Regions from separate parts of the Mus musculus genome. Here region 1 is linked to region 2. The links are chromatin contacts, called in public HiChIP or PLAC-seq maps. All regions are on one chromosome and are shown on one strand. Each heading gives the region's core, a stretch centred on a gene start, on an enhancer-like site or on the middle of the called end of the contact. The rest is flanking DNA. Distances are from core to core; before and after follow the strand shown. Region 1 has its middle 83 kb from the start of Dpt. Region 2 has its middle 12 kb from the start of 4930568G15Rik.

The links. HiChIP or PLAC-seq counts read pairs in DNA pulled down with a chosen protein or histone mark.
Region 1: a FOXA1 HiChIP or PLAC-seq map of pancreatic cancer cells shows a contact between it and region 2. The contact joins two enhancer-like sites. A contact is called at or near these places in 1 of 39 promoter capture datasets (the SN4741 cell line) and 2 of 115 datasets of contacts at active chromatin or transcription factors (cardiomyocytes and pancreatic cancer cells).

Annotation. Positions count from the first base shown.
Region 1 is chr1:164,710,644-164,716,294 of GRCm38.p6, reverse strand. No RefSeq gene overlaps it. Among named protein-coding and RNA genes, the nearest start is that of Dpt, 83 kb to the left of the region's middle. Within about 2 kb of position 2,109, at least 24 of the 459 cell types and tissues checked have an H3K27ac peak or open chromatin away from gene starts, as enhancers often do. A contact at or near this core is called in pancreatic cancer cells, where this site is marked.
Region 2 is chr1:165,100,874-165,106,330 of GRCm38.p6, reverse strand. No RefSeq gene overlaps it. Among named protein-coding and RNA genes, the nearest start is that of 4930568G15Rik, 12 kb to the right of the region's middle. Within about 2 kb of position 1,445, at least 72 of the 459 cell types and tissues checked have an H3K27ac peak or open chromatin away from gene starts, as enhancers often do. A contact at or near this core is called in pancreatic cancer cells, where this site is marked.

The sequences.
Region 1 (5,651 bases), core at 860-3,359, 390 kb after region 2:
ATGAGGAGAGGTGTAGGAAGTGTTCTGGAGGTAAGTGCATTAGTAAGGAGGAAAGAGAGCACATGCCACACACCTCAGCGTTAGGGACATTCACAACACTGTGAAATGCACTCAGAGTCTCCTAAGTCGATGGAACACTAATAAAGCCAAAACTGAGGTCAAATAGGAATGAACTGAAATGAGAAGTGTACTGAATTCCTCAACTTCGAATCTAGGTCCAGAAGATAATGGAACGTGCTTTTCAAATACTGAGTAAAATTTAAATTCTACCCTATGCTTGAGTATGCATGTCTATTATCATATAATATGAAAGCAGGAGGTTTCCATTTACATAAAAAAACCCTCAAAGATATTTATCCCCTTTGTATTATTTACAAAGTTGCTAAAAGTTGTTTCCCAAAAAAAGAAAAAGAATGAACAAAAATCTCATGGCAAGAATGTAAATTCCAAAAGGCAAGGTTGGCATAAGGAAAGAGGCAAAGGACAGGTTTAGAATCATGGTGAAAAGAAGGCTCAAAAATATAGCTGGTCAGCAACTCAGTCAACAATCAGTGCAGAGCGGCAGATTCTAGAGAGGATGTCTGTAAGAAAGAAGTAGCAATAAAATGTTTGTAACAGCCATAAGGAGTTATATTCTTTTTAGTTACTAGAAATAAGATAAAATAATGTTATTTTAATATAAATTAGATAAAAGTTAGATATAAAATTTACTACATATACATATCCATAACTATGAACCGCAAAAATGGCAAGATATCCCTAAGGATACAATAGTGGCACTTCCATCTTGGCTGAACCCAATAGCTGTCTAATTGGACTTAAAGCCTGTCCCATATGGGCCCAGCTGTAATGTCTACTAATATACCAGCTGTGGTGTCTACTAATATACCAGTTGTAACGTCTACATTACCACAGCAATAGAAGGCCTGAATGCTGGTGCAGGTACAATCTGTGATGTAAACAGTACTATAATTTAAACCGTGACCTTCCCACAAAGGCTCATGTGCTGAAGGCAAGGTCTGGCACCTGCACTTCTATTGGCAGCTTCTGGATCCATTTGGATTTGGAGTCTACTAGAAGGAGTTTACTTTAACAGGGTCACGCCCTTGACAAAGTACTGAGACCTTGCCCCCTTCCTGTCAGTCTCTCCTTTTTGTCTCCTTGTTTCTGTGAGATAAACATGCCTCTTCTGGCTTATACTACCACCATGTCACACTGTCTTGACATGGGCTCAAAGTCAATGAAGCCATCCAACCATGAACTAGAACATGCTGAAACAGAGCCAGGGCTTCATCCTTGTAACAAGAGCTAGCAAATGCATTTGGTATGAGTTTGTAAGCACGTGCAAAGGGATGACTGGCAGATTATTTTCTATGGTAGGAAATCAGCTGCCAAAGGTTTAAAAGTCGAGGGACAGCAGTATAAACCAGGTGTTGTGGCTCACATATAAATTTTAGCACCTAGGAGGACTGTGGGGAAGTGGGAGAGCAGCCTGGGCTACACTGTAAGAACCTGTTTCAAAAAACAAAAAAAAAAAAAAAAAATGAAAGAAAAGGAAACAGCAATATAATATCTATCTAGTAAACTGAGGTTTGTAGTTATGACTGCATTTTAGATTACAGAGAGATCATTAATGTAGTTAAAAATCAGTCTTAAAATATGAGGCAAGGAATTTTAAGGCTAAATAACTTAATATTTGGACATGATCATGTAGAAATTTAAACCTAATTACATATTTGGGAAGTGTTTGCAGATTGGCCCCACCTCCTGTATGTATCCTGGAGTTTGATGATTAACTGCCTGTGAGTTCCAGGGTAACTTCGGTGGTCAGTTAGAGCTTTGTTTGTTAGAACAGTTCAGCTACCACTATAGTGTGTGCTACAAAGCCAGAGTACTGGATTGAGGCAATATTTACTCAAAGGAGAGGGATATTTTTACTTCTCACAAAATACCCCTTTTGTCAGCCACACTGTACCACTATGCTTTAATGGGATATTTTGCCAAATAGCCAAGAGTTACTTACTGGTTAATGATTGTCCCATACTGATGGAAACTGAGTGTAAGTCACTGCCAAGAATGAGGAAGTTCAGTAAATAAGGGCAACATGTCCACATCTCGGCTCTTTCCTTCAGATCCAGCAACAGAAATCAGATGGACAGCTTTAAATGACCTTCTACAGTGCTTAGGAGATGAATTTGATCATTAGACAAATCAATGATTAAAAAAAAATAGTTTGAAATCTTGGCTGTCAGTGTGAGAAAGTTATTATTTAAAAAGCCAACTGATAACACACACACACACACACACACACACACACACACACACACACACACAAGGGGCAGGAGATGAATCTGGTTTCATACCAAGAGCTAAATCGTCCAGCCTGATCTAATTGTTCCAGGAAAAGTTCAATGCCACAGGGAAATAAAGAATGGCCAGAGAAGCCAATTAGCCTTTTCCAAAATGATTCGCCTTCCATGGTTTAAGCTAAAAATAATCTACTCTTGTCCTTTCCCTTCCTATCTGAAAGTGTAGCCTGCTTCTTAATTAGCTAGAGAAGCTTATGTTAGCTTTTGAATCTACGTGTTAAATGCTCACTGTATATTTTTAAAAGTTGCGATTTATTGGTTGGGGTTATGCGTGCCATGATTACTTATTTTCTGCATTTTGACCAGTTGAGGTTTTGTGTAATGGTCTGTGCACTTAGGAAGGAGCCAGTTCGGAATCTGAACACCACACCCTGAAGGGAGATTGTCCAACACTCTTTTTTGTTTGTTTGTTTGTTTTTGTTTGTTTGTTTGGTTGGTTGGTTGGTTGGTTGGTTGGTTGGTTGGTTGGTTTTTGGGTTTTTTTTAGTAGCCCTGGCTGTCCTGGAACTCACTCTGTAGACCAGGCTGGCCTCGAACTCAGAAATCTGCCTGCCAACATTCTTATAGGATGAGACTACATAACAAGGGGGATGGGGTGGGCTGTTGTACTGACCAATCATATTTCGACACAAGGGCATAAGCAAAAGGATGCTTCTTTGCTGAGGGGTGAGAGCTACGCTTCTGTGAGGCTATATGGATAAGTACTTAGATTGCAGTTAGAAATTAGACTGGCTTAGGAGAGTGGTGTGAGGAGGTCCTCCTCTAAGATCTCTGACCTTAGGAGCCAATGGTACTTGCTTAGGTTTATTTAATGAGGCATGGTTTCCCTCTTGCTACATACATCTACAACAAAATCCCTAATTAGAAGCCTCGGGGAACCTTGTAGTGTTAGGTTCAGGGTGGAACCCAAGAAAACTTACTTCAGATATGGAAGCTGAAAAATGAAAGCTTTATTTTCTGAGCGCTCAGCGAGGCGGCCAGTTCAGGGTCTGAACCATGTCCCTGAAGGGAGATTGTACATTTTTATAGGATGGGACCACAAAACAAGGGGGATTGGGGTGGGCTATTTTATTGACCAATCATATTTTGATACAAGGGGTTAAGCGAGGAAGTTATTGTTAGTTACGGGCCTTATCTGGATCACCTGATTTCAGGGTTCTCTAGTCATCCTTTGTAGTCAGGTTCCCACTGGACTCTGATCTGGCCGAAACCAGGGCCTTGTGCTAAATCCCCAACCAGGAACTTAGAATGATAAGAGAACAAAGGAGTAGGGCTGCAGCTCTTAGCCAATGAAAGGAAGACAGAACATTTACAACTTGTGTACCTTAGTTTAGACAACAGGATAACAGCAACTTCCCTTTTTGCATCCTCTGCTGGTTAACAGACATGGAACACCTGAACAAGCAGAATAGGAGCTGGGTTCCAAGGCCTGGGAACATGAACTCAGTTTTGATCCAGTTAGCTGAGACGGCTGGACTCAGAAAACGGTCTCCTAACAGTAGAAAGAGAGCAATGGGAAGGATGTAAGAGCCAGGGGACCATTTGCTGGTCTGCCAATCATCTTAGAGTCTCTGCTGAAGATGCCTGGGCTGGGAAATCCACTCAGCCAGGTAAGTACTTGCCTTGTGTGATGCCTTGCATCAAAGTCCAGTGTATTGGAGAAAGTGTGTAGCCCCAGGAGGCTGAAACTCACACATCTCTGGGGCCAGCCTAGCCTACCAATTTGGTCATCTCCAGGCCAGTGTGGAAAAAAGGAAAAGAAAAAGAAAGTAGTTGATGCCTGAGGCATAATACTAAAAGTTGTTCTCTGACCTTTACACACACACACACACACACACACACACACATACATATACACACACACACATACACACTTACAGACACATGCAAATATATATATATGCACATATGCACACACACATACATATACACATATACATACATACACACTTACAGACATATGCAAATATATATATATATATATACATATGCACACACATACACACACGCATACATACACACAAACTCACACACACATATACATACACATATATGCATCATATATGCATACTCAAACACACTCTCAAGCATAAGACCCTTGCCTTGCTTGACTGAACAGAGGACTATGTTCAAAAAAAAAACAAAAAAAAAACCGAAGCATACAAGAGATAGGGACGCCTTAACCATTTTGAGAAAGAAGCTGAAGGGAATGGTTGGTAAAGACCCTTTCAAGCCTAAAATGCAATGAAAGAACTAAAGAGCCCGCCTGCACAGTACAGGTAGAGATGGGAATGAGCAGCCTGTTTCTCTGATATCTGAGAAACAAGCCCAGAGAGGGATGCTGGTTGTATACAGTTTGAAGGATGGAGGAGTTCTGTTTGTTGGGATTTCCTGTTCTAGGCATAGGTGCATTCTCTGATTTAAAGCAGTAGTCACTTCCCTGACTCCCTCCAGGTAGACAGACTTTGAGCACTGTTGCTGGTGCCTTTGTCAGAATCAAATGACTAAAAAGGTCAGCATCATTAATAAGTGGCTTGAGAAGAGTAAACATGTCAGACAGAAAATCCATGAGCCTCTGGGGCTTCTCTACAGAGCCTTGCTCCAGTGTGTTCACTTGGCACTGATTGGCTCCTGGAAGGAAAACTGCCAAAAGGAGCTTTCAGGACAGAGGGAGGGTCATGCAGGCCTTACTCCTGGATAGATACGCCTAACGTATACTACTGACCCTCCATGATGGAAGGCTGTTGGCTTCACTGTTTCAGAGTAGATGCCTTGATACACTCACAAGTACTCAAGTATACATTAGTTTTCTAATTTAATATATACATACAGGTGGAGACAGTGTAGTGAATAAATGCCCATTAAAGAAGTCTGTGGGCCTGGGGCAAAGTCTTCACATTATAGGGGTGATTTCCAAGGCCCTTTGTAACTATAAAGGTCTGTGATTCTAAAGGAGGCCCTGATACATATCAGTGTTTTCTATATTTTGCTACTAGTCATAATCACCAAATATAGTTCCCAATGCTATTTAGTAGTGAAGCAAAGGGAAAAACTGGATTGTTAAAGGATGGGGAAAAAGGAGGAGGAGGAAGAGGAAGAGGAAGAGGAGGAAAAAGAGGAGGAGAGGTGATAAGGAGGGAGGAAGGAGGAAGAAGGAAGAAGGAAGAAAGAAGAGGAAGTTCTTTTTCCCTTTTTTCCCCTCCCCCTCCCTCCCCTCCTTCCTTCCTTACTTCCTCCCTTCCCCCTCCCTCTCTCTCCTTCCTTCCTCCCCTCTCTGTGTGT
Region 2 (5,457 bases), core at 196-2,695:
AAGGCAAGAATTCTTGCACTGGGGCTGATGGACCAGTGTTCAGCCTTCTCATCTGCAAGTCTTTTCGCTTGTGCTTGTCAGAAGTCTGGCTTGACTCACAGTTTAAATTCCTGAACACTGGACCAGGGCTCAGCAGGGGGACTCATTCTTGGTTCACAGTAGGGGGGCTTGCATGCCTGTAAAGGCACATCAGGAAGTTCTGAGAAGTCAGTTTACAGCAGAGAACATTGAAGACACCAGGGGCCCACTGCATCGAAGAGCTAGAGGGTATAAATAGGGTTTTGCAGTTTGGAAACCTAGCTTGGGGAGGAGTTGGTGTTCGTCTGTCTTGCTCTTCAGGAGGACATTTGCCTCGAAGCCTGGCTACTTCTCTCATGGTTCAGAAGCCTCCGAGGTCCTCTTCCTTCTGAAGCAGAGAGAAACGATATGTTCTTTGGGTGGGAAGCTTATCTTGCAGAAACACAGCTTCTATGCTGCACTGCTGCTGAGTTACAGTGGTGCTCATAGGGAAGATGTCCTTGCTACTCTTTCTGCTGCAGGCTGACTCATCTCCTCTGCAACCGGCAGACTGCAGATTGCATCCTGCCTGGTAGTTGCTATACAGAGCTAAAGGCTGTCTCCAGAGAGAGTTATAGAAATTACAACCCGTCGAAGGGAATACTGCTCTAAATATGCTCATTTAGTGAGATTTTATTTTTATTATTTTATTAATGGATCCTCAATAGGAAACAGCAGGTATCACTGTTTTCAGAAATTTGTCCCCCCCACCCCCCAGGGGGGTTGTTTAGTAATTGGCTTTGGGTTCTATATCCTGCAGTCATGTTGGACATGGTTTTTAGCTCATCTCTATCTGGCATGAGTCCAGGCTAAAGTTCCTGTGTCAGGACTACCTTGGAATCAGAGGCTTGGGGCGGGGTGGGGGTGGGTAGTCTCCTAGCAGATGGCATTTGCCCCCAAACCTCCCCCCCCTGTCCCCCTGCTCTGGAGTCGGATAATTTAGCAAGACCCCAAAGAGACATTTTTTTCTTTCATCAAGGTTAGGCTATGTTACAGCAGAGTGGGCAGCTGCCACTGGCTCCTGATTGGATGCATCAATCCCCAGGTGCGTTCACTCAGAGTTCACTCTCCAGGAAGAGGCTGGGCTGGCAGGGTCTTCACTGCTTGTGTGGGGTACCCCTTAGCTCCGGCTGACTGCTCGTGGTTCTGCTCTGTAAGGGTTGTGTGCGGCAAGAATTCCATTTATAGCCACCTGCAGTTTACAAGGCTCTGGACATGTCTGGTGGCTACTGATAAGGCAGGAGGCATGCGGGCCAATTTCTTTTGTGTGGGCATGAATGAGATGGAACCTCAGAGCAGCAATGGTACCGCCAGACACTAACAGGCAGGCTGTAGAGCTGCCTGGCTGGCATGGTACCCAGGGCTATGTTTGCTGAGTAGCTGCTGGAAAGTGAGTCAGAAAAAACAAAAGGTAGGCCCAGCCTGGAGGAGTTCCGGGAATAGAACATTCAGCCAGTGTTCTATGAGTGGGTGGAAATGCTCAGAGCTCAGCTGCCTTCAAGTGTGTCCAATCACTGTGATGTGATGTTGTCACCTATAAAGTTCACCATGGAGACCCATGCAGTCACGTTACAAAAATGTTTTAAAAATAATCTCATAATGGTTCAAGTCAGTTTATGATTTTGTTTTGGGCCACACTCATAGCTGCTTGTGGTAATCAGAACCTGGTGGTGTTCTTGGCAGAGTTTAAGAGGGTGCTGTAGATAAAGGAGGTGTTCTGTGCATTGCCAGGAGGAAAGGCATGTATTCTTTTTCAAAGCAATAAAGAAATCAACAAATAAACAAATCAAAGATGGAGGCAAGCTGAGTGTGTACAGGCTGACCGGTACATGCTGTGTGTTTTCTTTCCATTCTTGTGTGTGCATGTATGTTGTATATCTGTATATATACATGCTTGTATGTGTGGGCACATCTGTATATATGCATGCTTGTTTGTGTGTAAGTCGAGGCCTGTGGTGGTTTGAACATGCTTGGCCTAGGGAGTGGCACTGTTAGGAGGTGTGGCCTTGTTGGAGGAAGTGTGTCACTGTGGGAGTGGGCTTTGAGACCTTCCTCCTAGCTTCATGGAAGACAGTAGTCTTCCCCTAGTGGCCTTCAGATCAAGATGTAGAACTCTCAGCTTCCCCTGCACCATGCCTGCCTGCATGCTGCTGTGTTCCAGCTTTGATGATAATGGACTGAACCTCGGAACCTATAAGTCAGCCCCCATTAAATGTTGTCCTTATAAGACTTGGTCATAGTGTCTGTTCACAGCAGTGGAAACCCTAAGTCACAAGCAGAGGTACCAGAGGTGTGTGGCAGCTTGTCCCCCTCCCCCTCCCTCCTCCCCCTCCCTCTTCCTCCTCCCCCTCCCTCTCCCTCCTCCTCCTCCTTCCTCCTCCTCCTCCTCCTCCTCCTCCTCCTCCTCCTCCTTCTTCTTCTTCTTCTTCTTCTTCTTCTTCTTCTCTCTCTCTCTCTCTCTCTCTCTCTCTCTCTCTCTCTCTCTCTCTCTTTCTCTCTCTCTCCCTCCCTCCCTCCCTCTCTCCCTCCACATGCCCTGCCACCATGCAGATCCTGGGAAAGGCTGAGCAGGAACACAGTGAGAAGTTGACAAGGGCAAGACACAAGCCCTGATAATGAAGCCCATCTTGCTGGCATCTTTATTGCAGACATCTCCATCTTCAAAACAGATCATTCATTTCTGCTTTTTATTTTTTGTTAAAATACTGTTAGCAGACTATTGTAGTAAAAGTTAATATGGGGTTTCTACCCCACCCTTGATCATTTAGTTTCCAAAGAAAAGACACAAAACCTTTATATTTATGTCTTAATGCACTGGAGCTGGGCAGATAGCCTGTCAATAACCCTGAGTTATAACTTGCATGTTCTGCCTGGGCCACTCTTTCTCCAGCTGCCAGCCCTCATTGCCATGTTCTCAGGATTCACCTGTCGAATGGCGTCTTCTCCTCCTCTTTGCTCTTCTCCTCCTGTATTGCGTCCCACTCGACTGGCAAGAAAGACGCAACAGACCGGAATCTTCCGTGGCAAAAGCTTTATTGCTTACTTCTTCAGGAAGACCCCGAACCGGGAAAATGGCGCTGCTTTTATAGCCCGCAGCGTGACGTTTCAGCACCTGATATGGCGTGACAGCTCCTGATTCATTGCTCGCCCATCACCCCACTATCACACCCCGAGAATGGGAGTGACTAGGAGTGAGTTCACTCTCGCACCTGCGTACAAGGCTTGTTTACTAGTTAGGCACAGCGGAGGCCAGCACCATCTTATAATGGCGATTGCTCGAGGCACAGCTCTCCACAGCGATTACTGGAGGCACGCACGCGATTGCTCGCGGCACGGCTCTCCACACTCGTGACCTCTGCCTCAAACCCCCAAGCTCCAGGAACCGAAGCCCCACCTGACAAACCTCAACAGCAGACTGACACAGTAGCTAAACCTTGACATGTCGTTCTCATTTTGATTGCCAGGATATTTGAGAAAGCATACAAGAAAACATACAAGTCTGGAGGCCACCTTTCAGTAATAGGCATTTTAAAAAGCACAATACTTGAAGTGGGCAGAGAGCTGGAGAAGCCTGAGCCAGCTTCTATGCTGGGTCCTTTATGGACAATAACAATTGAATTTCAAAACAGCTGGAGGAGCGAGTAGGTTTTACTGTTGCTTTGTAAATGACAAAGCTAACAGAATGATTTTCTGCTAAGGAAACAGATTTGGAGACCTGCCATGGAATTTACATACAGAGAGGGTCTCATTCTTTTGAGAAATGTTTAAACTAGGACGTGGATGACCTGGTCTTATATGTAAAGTCTATCGAAATTAAAATCCCCTTAGTTTTACTCTGTATTCAAACTTTCTTTATGCCATAAAGATTGTTTTTTTAACCCATTTAAAATATTTATTACCGTTGTAAAGAATTATATTTTACCCTTGAAAATATGCAGTTAGGCATGACTGGGAAGAGTGAGCTATGATTTCAGTAGCTGAGACAAAATGAGGTCTTTGCTTCTTTCATGCAACTCGGGTTTGGGTAACTTCTGGAAGGAAGAACAGGTCTGTATAAGCCTTGAAATCAGTACAGTGGACCCCACTCACTTTACTTAAAATCCAGAAGATTTCATTCCTCAAGGACTGAAGAAGGCAAATTTGGAAAGTTAAAGGGTAACTAAAAAGCAGATTCCTACACCAAATGCATTTGTTACTAGGTGATCTGAGTTGAAATTGAGTATGAAAGAAAGCAATTATGAGCCAGAGACTAAATGAAATTATCAGAGGGGTTTCTGGGGAGGTTGCCTTCATCATCATCATCTTTGTCACTGTCTTCGTCGTCTTTGTCATCATCATCATATTCACTAACATCACCATCACCACCACCACCACCACCACCACCATAGCTAGACATCCGAGAATTCAGCAGCTGATCACTTTACAGAGATCATCTTATTTAATCTTCACATGACCTGTGTAAACCAGACAAACCCATCTAACTATCGAGGAAAGAGGAGCCTTGTTTTCCCTGGTCATTGCTGGTTCACTGTGAACTGGCGTGGTAGGTATTGCCTGCATAGAGGGGAATAATGGTGATAGTGCTATTTAGCAGAATTGTTTGTTTTGATTCAGCAAGCAGGAAGACAGAGCCATGCTTAGGGGTACAGAGGTGGTTTCTTACAGGAATGCTTTAGGACAACTGGCCACCCTTACGTAGCTTGTATCGAAGCATGCTACATAGGCCCCTCTGGTTCTCACTGTCCAACGGTTCTAAAGGATGAAAGATTGAAGTATGAATAGAAGAGGAACAGCTAATACCCTAATGCCAGGCTGTCAGAAGAAACAGGAAATAGGAAGTCAGACGCCCCAATCTTTTGACTTCGTCCTGTAGTCCAGTGTTTAATCTATGCTCTCAGCTTTGCATGCACTTGTGTGTGCAGGTTGCACACATACACATACACACATACATAGAGACACATGCACATACACATACAGACACATACATGCACATAGGCACAAACACTATACACATACATACATTCACATATGCACATATACACACATGCACATACATACATACACACATGTACACACATACACACACATACATGCACACAGGCACATACATCACAACACACACACACACACACACACACACACACACACACACACACACATATGCACATTTTAGTTGCACTAAGCCTGGTGGTGGAATCCAGTACTACCCTCTCCCCATGTATCTTTCTTTTGAGACAGAGTTTGATTATATATCAGCCTTATTTTGTATTCATTATATAGCCCAAACTAGCTTTTAATTCCTGATCAATTTGTTTCACCTTCCTAAGTTATGAAATAACAGATGTGCACCACCAAGGCCAGCTTCCTGCATTTTTATAAGGCTTGGTGGATTAATGCTTG